Regions from separate parts of the Mus musculus genome. Here region 2 is linked to region 1. The links are chromatin contacts, called in public Hi-C maps. All regions are on one chromosome and are shown on one strand. Each heading gives the region's core, a stretch centred on a gene start, on an enhancer-like site or on the middle of the called end of the contact. The rest is flanking DNA. Distances are from core to core; before and after follow the strand shown.

What was found. Hi-C and Micro-C count contacts between places; a contact is called where the count stands out from the background.
Region 2: a Hi-C map of B cells shows a contact between it and region 1, with 5 read pairs. The contact joins the promoter of Dennd3 here to the enhancer-like site in region 1. A contact is called at or near these places in 1 of 484 Hi-C or Micro-C datasets (B cells), 2 of 115 datasets of contacts at active chromatin or transcription factors (bone marrow-derived dendritic cells and pancreatic cancer cells) and 1 of 9 other capture datasets (liver).

What each region holds. Positions count from the first base shown.
Region 1 is chr15:73,160,440-73,164,917 of GRCm38.p6, forward strand. The region is part of intron 1 of Ago2 (argonaute RISC catalytic subunit 2); the gene reads right to left. Among named protein-coding and RNA genes, the nearest start is that of Ago2, 22 kb to the right of the region's middle. Within about 2 kb of position 1,647, at least 94 of the 459 cell types and tissues checked have an H3K27ac peak or open chromatin away from gene starts, as enhancers often do. A contact at or near this core is called in B cells, where this site is marked.
Region 2 is chr15:73,509,233-73,513,816 of GRCm38.p6, forward strand. It overlaps Dennd3 (DENN/MADD domain containing 3), which reads left to right and starts at 3,328. Exons shown (of 23, transcript NM_001081066.1): 1 at 3,328-3,615. The coding sequence starts at 3,514.

The DNA of each region.
Region 1 (4,478 bases), core at 397-2,896:
TCCCACTTAAGTGCCCAGCCAAAGCCTGAGTGACATCTACACTGGCCAGCTCCAACTCCCACCACCTGCTTTCCCAACAGGCAAGGTCTTGGAATCTGTGTCACTGAGTCACCAAGACCCCATGATAAACAGCCCCACGGACCCCACCGTGTGCCTGTCATGGGGCCAAAATGTAGACACCACCACTGGCTCTTCCATTTTGCCTTCCACACTTAAAATACCAAAGGGAGTCAAAAATGTGCTGAATGTATTCAAGTTCTTCTCAGTGGTTAGGAAGAAGGCAGGCAGAAGGCCAGCTGTGGAGAGCCACAGGACGGACACACACAAACCTCCTTCCCTCCAGGCTGAAGGCACTGCAGTTCAATCTGTGAGCAGCTGCCTAGAGCAGAAGACGAGCCTGTACCTTTTGTGCAGGAGAAATCAGCAAGGCTGGGTCTGTAGCTCAGTCAGTAGAGTGCTCACCTAACATGCACAGGCTCTGGGTTCAACCCCCAGTTCTGACAGGAAGGAAACACGAGTGGGACTCCTGTTATGGTGGCTTCACCTGCCTTGCCCTGTGCTGTGCATCCCTCTGAGGCCACCGCTTCTACAGACACAGGCGAGTCCTTGCTTAGAGGGAAATCAATGCTGAAATTGCATAGAGAACATGCTACTTCTGCTCGGGACAAAGAGCTTCTACAACACTCCAGAGTCCAGCAGGACCATCCAAGATCCTAGGTGAGCCAGGTTGGCTGCTATGTAACTGTCAGCGAAACACAAGTACAGTATCTTGTTTTAGGAGGATTTCTGCCCAGCTTGAATTTTTGTTGTTGTTGTTGTTGTGTTTTTCGAGACAGGGTTTCTCTGTGTAGCCCTGGCTGTTCTGGAACTCACTCTGTAGAATAAGCTGGCCTCGAACTCAGAAATCCGCCTGCCTCTGCCTCCCAAGTGCTGGGACTAAAGGTGTGCGCCACCACTGCCCAGCTTTTAGGAGGATTTCAACTGCAAGAAAATGCTCACATTTGTCTTAAATTATAAGAGACAGAAATACCTTCTCAATCGTCACGTTGAGATATTCATACCCAGAACAGTGAGACACATATCCACAATATTCCCTCCAGGCAGCATTCAGAATGTTCTTCCTGCCACATGTAAAACACTGAAAAATCACTCTAGCCTTGGCTTTGTCCAGGAGTGAGGCTTCCCTTAGCGCCAGAGCACCGCCACACCTGTCACTCAGTGGATGCTGCAGATGGAAAACTTCACTTTAAGATCCCAGCTTGGACCTAATACAGCCCCCAGAGGAGCAGCTTAAAAGCAAATTTAACAAGTGACAGAAACCAGAAAACGTCCCCAATTTTCTCACCAGCTATTTGAAATGTCACTTCTAAATACTGGCATCCCATAGAGGGAAAATTTTTTTTCCTAGTCAGAATAATTAATTAAGGAGTAAATTGTTGAAATCAAGCAGATACAATCCACGGGGCTGTTTGGCTCCTTTAATCGATTTCTTCCTAAGGATAGACAGGCTTGCAATTTAAAATAAATTAAAGCTGTTCCCTCATTCTTCAGAACACTGAAGAACAGCAGTCCTAGATGCAGGTGGCTTCCATTCTGGGCTGCACAGGAAGTAGGGCCTGGTTGCTGTCCTTTAAAGGACTGTTATGGAGTTCCCCCAGTTGGCTCTATCAGAGGCACATCTTCACAATTTCATACGAGTACTATATTTACATCATGTTACCACATCCTCTTTCCACTCCAATTCATGTGTCCCAACTCCTAAAATTCAGCCACACACACACACACAGCCTGCTAAGCCCATTTGTTGCTGCTTACTTATATACAAGTGTTTGGGGTTGACTGCCTGGGCTTGGGTACCCTATGAGGGCTTATCCCTGACAACTGACATGAGGCAGTCATGAGTTGCCTGTGGTTCTTCAACTCGTGGTGGGCCTTGTGAGCTCTCCCCGTGACTCTGACAATCTCTATCGAATACTAGCCTACGTGGTGGGCCTTGTGAGCTCTCCCCGTGACTCTGACAATCTCTATCGAATACTAGCCTATGACAATAGCAGGCGAGCTCTCCAGCTGGGGCCAGCTGAGAGTGGAGGCTGGGACCCTGGTGCTCAGGTGGCTGCATTTAGCATAAGGCAGAAGCCCAAAGTCACCAAGGAACCAGCTGGCTACAAACACATCTCACAGTGAAAAGCGTCCACACTGTGGAAGAGATGGGCCGTTTGAAGGCAGGTTGGTCAGGGTGGCCTCTTTCCTGTTAGTCATAGAAATGTACCACCTTAGCCACTGCAGAGTGTGCAATGTGTCCTAACACGTTTAGATTCTGTGTGTTCATCACTTCTCTCCTTGACTCTACACACCACAGACCCACTGGGTAGCTCCTGCATTCCACTCTCATCCCACTCCATCTGCTCCCAAGGCTCTGCTTGCTCGGGCCTCTCTCAGTAAAGGGGAGCACACGGGCAAACCATTTCCTGGCCTCTCATTGATGCGCTTGAGAGGCACACCCATGCTGTACCTATGCTGGAGCTTCGGGCTTGAGGGCTATAGCCCTGGACATCATCACTCCTTCCAAATTCGGGTGATGTCCCTCGAATGACAGCCCTTAGGGACACGTGAAAGAAACCTGCTTGGGGGCGGGGGAAGCAGAGCACCGACTGCATAGACAGGCGGAGCCACCTAGACAGAGAGAGAACTAAAGCCGAGTCACTTGGCAGGCCAATGCCCAGATGCCCGAGAAACACAGGCACAGTGAAGAATGGGATGGCTTTAAGCTGTGGTCAAGGTACACTGGGAAATGGGAAACTTTTAGGCAACGTGGTATCTGCATGGGGCAGCTCTCTCCCAGCTGGAAGGTTATCTCTAAGAACTGGAATCAGTGTCTGAGGGATGGCTCAGCAGTTAGAACATTAGCTGCACTTCCAGGACCTGAGTTCAGTTCCCAGCTTCGATTGCTGGAGAGCTGGGGAGGTTTCTTGTGTGTACAATGCGGACTTAAACAAACCCAAGTGAAAGGACACTTTCAACGATATGGGACACCCGAGTCCCCAATGCACAGTTGATGACCTGCCACAGGTCATAGCACTATGGTTCCACTATGGTTCCAGAAAGGAGTCTGCCTCTTGGCACATACATACATGAAAATAGACACACAACATGTAACTAGACATTTATAAATCAACCCACCCCAACCACAGCAGGTAGGGAGGAAAGAGCCACATGCTGGCTGCCCCCGAGCTGGCTAGACTTCCTTCTTCTTAGTGTTTATGTCTATTTACATATTGCTTGAAAGGACTTTGTCTGTCTGTCTGTCTGTTGTTGCTATTTCAGGCAGAATCTACCATGTAGCTCAGGCTGCCCTTCATAGCCATTCTCCTGTCTCAGTCTCAGAGTTGTTGTGAATAGACATGCATCACCATGCTACATCTGTAAGTAGTTTTTGTTCATTTTGTTTTGAGACAAGGTCTCACTGTGTAGCGATGGCTGGCCTAGAACTTGCCATGTAGATCATACTGGTCCGGAACTCACAGGAATTTACCTGCTTCTTTCTGCCTCCCACGCTGTAACTAAAGGCTGGACCTGTAATTGCCGTGCCCAACGTGTAAGTAGTTCTTAATACTTACAAATACTTGCCAGCCAATGAGGGAATCCAGATGGAACAGAATGGGATTACCCAGCTAACAGAACTGAAGCCGGCGAGGACCCAATGAAGAGGACGGCAGGGATTGCGTGCTGAGGGGGCCAGCAGGAAGCTGCAGCCCACCCTCTCTCACCAGCATCCTATGCTCACAGCCTGGTGCACATATCTCTCCAGGGCAGGTCTGTATCTGTCACTGGTGCTACCACTGCCACTATGGATCAGTGGGCGGCTCTCTCTCCCTTTGAAGCCTTGGCGGGAGCTGCTGCTGACCTCACATGCTGGATCAAAGCTACATCTAATCTCCAACACAGCTCCGGCGACTATGAACCAGGACGTGGAAAGGGCCTATGGCAAACTCAGCAAGGAGGAGAAAGGCTCTGCCTCCTAGAGAAGGAGGACAACAGGAAACCTAGCAGACCCGTGCAGGAAAAGCTGGAGGGAGAAAGGTCCTGAGGACAGGACAGCAGTCACAGCTGTGGAAGGCAGTGCAGGGTCAGCTCACCTCTGCTGGGCTTCCTATACCAGCAAGAAGGAAATCCACTCAACACAAGCAATGCCAGGCGCGGGTCAGAGCACAGTGCTTCATCTAAGCCAGCCAGGCTCAGCCTCCCTCTGACCACCAGTGCTCGGCAGTGCCATATTTACCTCCTGGAGAAACAATACTGAAGCTGAATTCTTGCAGAGCATGGGCATGCTATGATTCACCCCAGAGACCAGACGGGTTCTGATGACCCAGAACAATTCACGGAGTAGATGGACTTACACGGGTGATGTGCAATTCCGTCCCCCAAGAGCACAAACAAAGACCAACCATGATAACACACATACACACACACACTTCTTG
Region 2 (4,584 bases), core at 2,078-4,577, 350 kb after region 1:
AAATCTTAAACAAGATATTTTAATACAGGTGTAAACACAAGGGTTAAGAGAGAGAGATGCTGGGGCTGGAGAGATGACTCAGTGGTTTAGAGCACTGGCTGCTCTTCCAGAGGTCGTGAGTTCAAATCCCAGCCACCACATGGTGGCTCACAGCCATCTGTAATGAGAGCTGATGCCCTCTTCTGGTGTGTCTGAAGTCAGTGACAGTGTACTCAATGACAGTGTACTCATATTCATGAAATAAATAAATATAAAAAAAAGAGAGAGAGAGATGCTTGCCGGGCATGGTGGTGCACGCCTAAAGTGCTCCCAGCACTCGGGAGGCAGAGGTAGGCGAACTTCTGAGTTCAAGGCCAGCCTGGTCTACAAAGTGAGTTCCAGGACAGCCAGGGCTATACAGAGAAACCCTGTCTCGAAAAACCAAAAAAGAAAAAAAAAAAAGAGAGAGAGAGAGAGATGCTCAGGAAGAAAAGACACACTTGTGATCATGGGTGTGGCCTCAAAGAAAGATGGAAAAGCAAGACATACCTAGTGTAGATCCAGGCTCAAGAGAGTCATAGTTTCTCTTAGTGTTTGTTATAGAGACCATTTTGGTGGCTCTCAAGTTACACGTCAAAAGCTAAGAGCCCCCTTCCCCCCTCCTCTTCCCTCCAATGAGTAATGTAATGTGATGGCTCAGTGCATGGGTTAGGTGGAATCACAGTCTGACAAAGACCACCAAGGGTTGCACGGCCACTCGGTGGGACTCCATTCCTGTCAACTCAGTTTCTGGTGAGATTCTTAGAAAGTTTCAGGTTTGCAGCTGGGAAAGGAGAGAGGTTTTAAGCAGGTAATTGTGCTGGGATTCCGGCTTTTCTGCTGGCCTGGGCTGCAGGGCTCTTAGGTCAACAGCTACCCTGTGCTGCTTCAGAAAGACTACAGTGTTTCTCTCAGTCTGAGTGTCTTTTGTACTCTCTTGCTAGTATCTTTTGACACATAAGTTTTTGTTTGAATAATTGGCTAACTTCTTTCTCTTTTTTGAGGTAAGCTCTTACTAGGCAGCATTGGCTAGCCTGGAACTCAGTATTTAGACCAAAATGACCTCAAACTCAAAGATCTGCCTGCCTTTGCCTCCCAAATACTGGGTTAAAGTGTGTGCTATCATGTCTGGTTGTGATTGGAGGGTTGTTGTTTTGTTTTGTTTCTGAGACAGGGTTTCTCTGTGTAGCTTTGAGTATTCTGGAACTTGATCTGTGAACCAGGCTGGCCTCAAAGTCAGAGATTCACCTGCCTCTGCCTCTGCCTCCCAAATGCTGGATTAAGGGTGTGTCTTAGTCAGAGTTTCTATTCCTGCACAAACATCATGACCAAGAAGCAAGTTGGGGAGGAAAGGGTTTATTCGGCTTACACTTCCATACTGCTGCTTATCACCAAGGAAGTCAGGACTGGAACTCAAGCAGGTCAGGAAGCAGGAGCTGATGCAGAAGCCATGGAGGGATGTTCTTTACTGGCTTGCTTCCCCTGGCTTGCTCAGCCTGCTTTCTTATAGAACCCAACACTACCAGCCCAGAGATGGTCCCACCCACAAGGGGCCTTTCCCCCTTGATCACTAATTGAGAAAACGCCTTACAGCTGGATCTCATGGAGGCATTTCCTCAACTGAAGCTCCTTTCTCTGTGATAACTCCAGCCTGTGTCAAGTTGACACAAAACCAGCCAGTACAGGGTGTGTGCACCGTTGCCACCTAGCTGTGATTGGAGTTTCTTAATGCCACTTCTAGGCCATTTCCAGATCTGTTTGTGCACAGTATAGTTCCATAATCTGCATGTTCTGAGGTACCTGGGAACAGAAGAGGACTCTTGTGGCTCTGGTACATGCTAAGCAAGTACATGCTTGACCACAAACCCTAGGCCCATGGTAGGTTTCTTGTGGGTACTTACTTGGAAAGTACCTGCAGCATGGGTCATGGGGACTTTTATTTATCTATTTCTGCTGTGTAGCCTGTACTGGCCTGAAATTCCTTTATGATCCTCTGCCCACTTTCAAATTGTTACAATTACAGAAGCAAACCACTAGTCCTATGGGGATTTAATTTAAAAAGCACAGAACCAGGAAGCCTGGGAGATTATGTGGCTGGACTTTCTGGCACAGGGAGGCTTACAGAAGATGAACTCTGGAGCCTGGCTGTGGACTTTCCACCTCAGTCAGGAACAGAGCAGATATAAGATCTGCTCTACCCTGAGCCTTACAGGGTCCCTGCCAACTGAATGTCCTGGCCTCCATTCCACAGGACATTCCACAAACAGGAAGTAGAGGCCAATAGATGCTAGGTCTGCCCATATACACACATAGTTGACACAGTAGATTTTGATTAAGATTCTGATTGCTTACAGAGTGGCCCACGGTCTGTGATGGATCCCTATGAGGCTTGCTCCGCTCAGGTCTGTGCCTAGCTGAGGCCATCTCAGATGAGCTAATGCAAGAGTCAGATAAGCAGGTATAAAACTTTAATATCAGTGACATTAACACGTCCTTTGGGTTCCTGGACAAGGGATGAGGGCTGCAGAGGTCAGGCAGCCTACAGGCTGGCTAGGCTGCTTCTGAGTCCTGCTCCCCACCCCTACCCCAGCCAGCCTACCCAGGTTTTGCTCCCAAGACTTGTTTAGTCACTCTAGGCTGATGTTTTGACAAATATTTGACGCTACTAGTGATCATTCCTTCAGTGTTTTTGTTTTTTAATATATAATATATAATTCCTGGAAAAGTTCATTGGTCTTCCACCTTGCCCATTTCATGCTAAATTTAACCGAGGTTCTTGCAGAGGCCTGCAGTCAACCGTGAAGCTACTCATCAGGAGTGGATCTTCACACTCCCTTCCCGACGGTTCTTCCAGGTACCCACAGGGTCTACTTCCCGTCCTGGCACAAGAGAGCTTCCTGGAGGTGGCAGGAGACCAGGCCTTTGTCCCTTACTTGTTGGGGGGGGGGGGAGGGCGGGCGTGGACCTCTGGAGAAGAGCCTCCGGGGCTGGATGACGTGGCTGGTCACCTGGGGATGCCGCCCATTCCTTCCGTATTCCGGGGGACAGGAGGAGGGGCCAAACCCGCAGAGGGGCTTAGGAAATGACTGAGCTTGTGTGGCGGCAGAGTCCGCCCGCACCCCCTTCTTCCCACCCCGAAGAGGCCACACCCACGCAGGTCCGGCCAGACACGCCTCCATAGAAGTCCTGCCCCTGCCAAATCACAGACCAGGCTCGTTCACGCTATCCAGGCCCCGCCTCCTAGGTCCCGTCCACACCGGACCCCCCCCCCCCCCACACACACACACAGGCCACGCCCCTCCTATTTGCTCGTAGGCCCCGCCCATTCCGCGGACGCGGCTGGCTGGCAACCAGCCCAAGAGAGGCGGGGAGGCTTGGGCAGGGGTGCTCCGCTGGGGTCTGGGTTGTGGGCGCCGGCGCCCTCTGAGTCGCGTCACCCCGGCCCGACAATCGAGGGCTCGGAGCGCAGTGTGCTAGGCGGGTGGCGGGAAGGTCATGGCGGAGCCCGCGGCGCGACACCTGTCGCTGCCCTCGGGGCTGCTGGAGTTGTGCGCGCTGCTGGGCGCCTCTCAAGACAGCCTCCGCGGCCTGGAGCAGGTAAGGGGTTAGAGGGGAAACTGAGTTGGGGTGGGGGAGACAGAGAGGTGCCAGCCAGGTTTGAGTGTGGCTGGCTTCAGAGGCTACGCACCGCTGCGGCGCCAAAGCCTCAGGGTCAGGTCCCAGCTGTGAGGGATGAGCACAGCTCATAGGGCAACTGGCGGCTGGCCTTTCCTCCCTCCGGGACCGGCCGGCTTGGACTTGGTGCTTGTGGTGGTACAGACCGGCTTCTGTGCACTGAAGCGTTCCTCCACACTCAGGATGTGGGGCGAGGTGCTGGCCCAGCGGGGATCTGCTGAGTTCACGGGCAACTAGACAAGATCCTCTCCCAGTAGCGACTAAATGGTTCCCTTCACTGCCTAAGTGATGGGTTCTGTACTCCGTGCCGAATAGTGAGGTTTCAGGTGTTAGAGTCAACCACCAGCTTTGAATATTCCACTTTTAGTCGAGCTTGCTGCATAGCCATTTTCTTCACTTGCTGTGCAGTCCCTCCCTTCTCTCCGTCTGTGCCTAGGAACCAAAGATAGATTCAGCTCCCTGTCTCTGGAAAGACAGCAGCGGCGTCTGAACATCTCATACTCCTGATTTCTGCGCTGTGTTTTCTTTCGTTTTTTTATTCTGGAACCCAGGTTGTTTTCTCCCAATCCATTGGTGCTTCAATTTTTCTTTTGAACCCGGCATAATTGGGAACTGCCATTTTCTCAGCGATTTCCCTAGTATCCCGTTAAGTGTCTGGAGAGATCATCTGAGTGTTGCATATCGATGTGATGAGTAGTGGAGACAAAACAAGAAAAGTTAACCGTCAGTAAAAGTAGCCGAATGAGTGTTAAAGCCTAGATAGTTTGGGCTGGTGAGGTGGCTCCCCGGGTAAGAGCACTGACTGCTCTTTCTAAGGTCCTGAGTTCAAATCCCAGCAACCACATGGTGGCTAACAATCATCCATAATGAGATATGTTGCTCTCTTCCGTG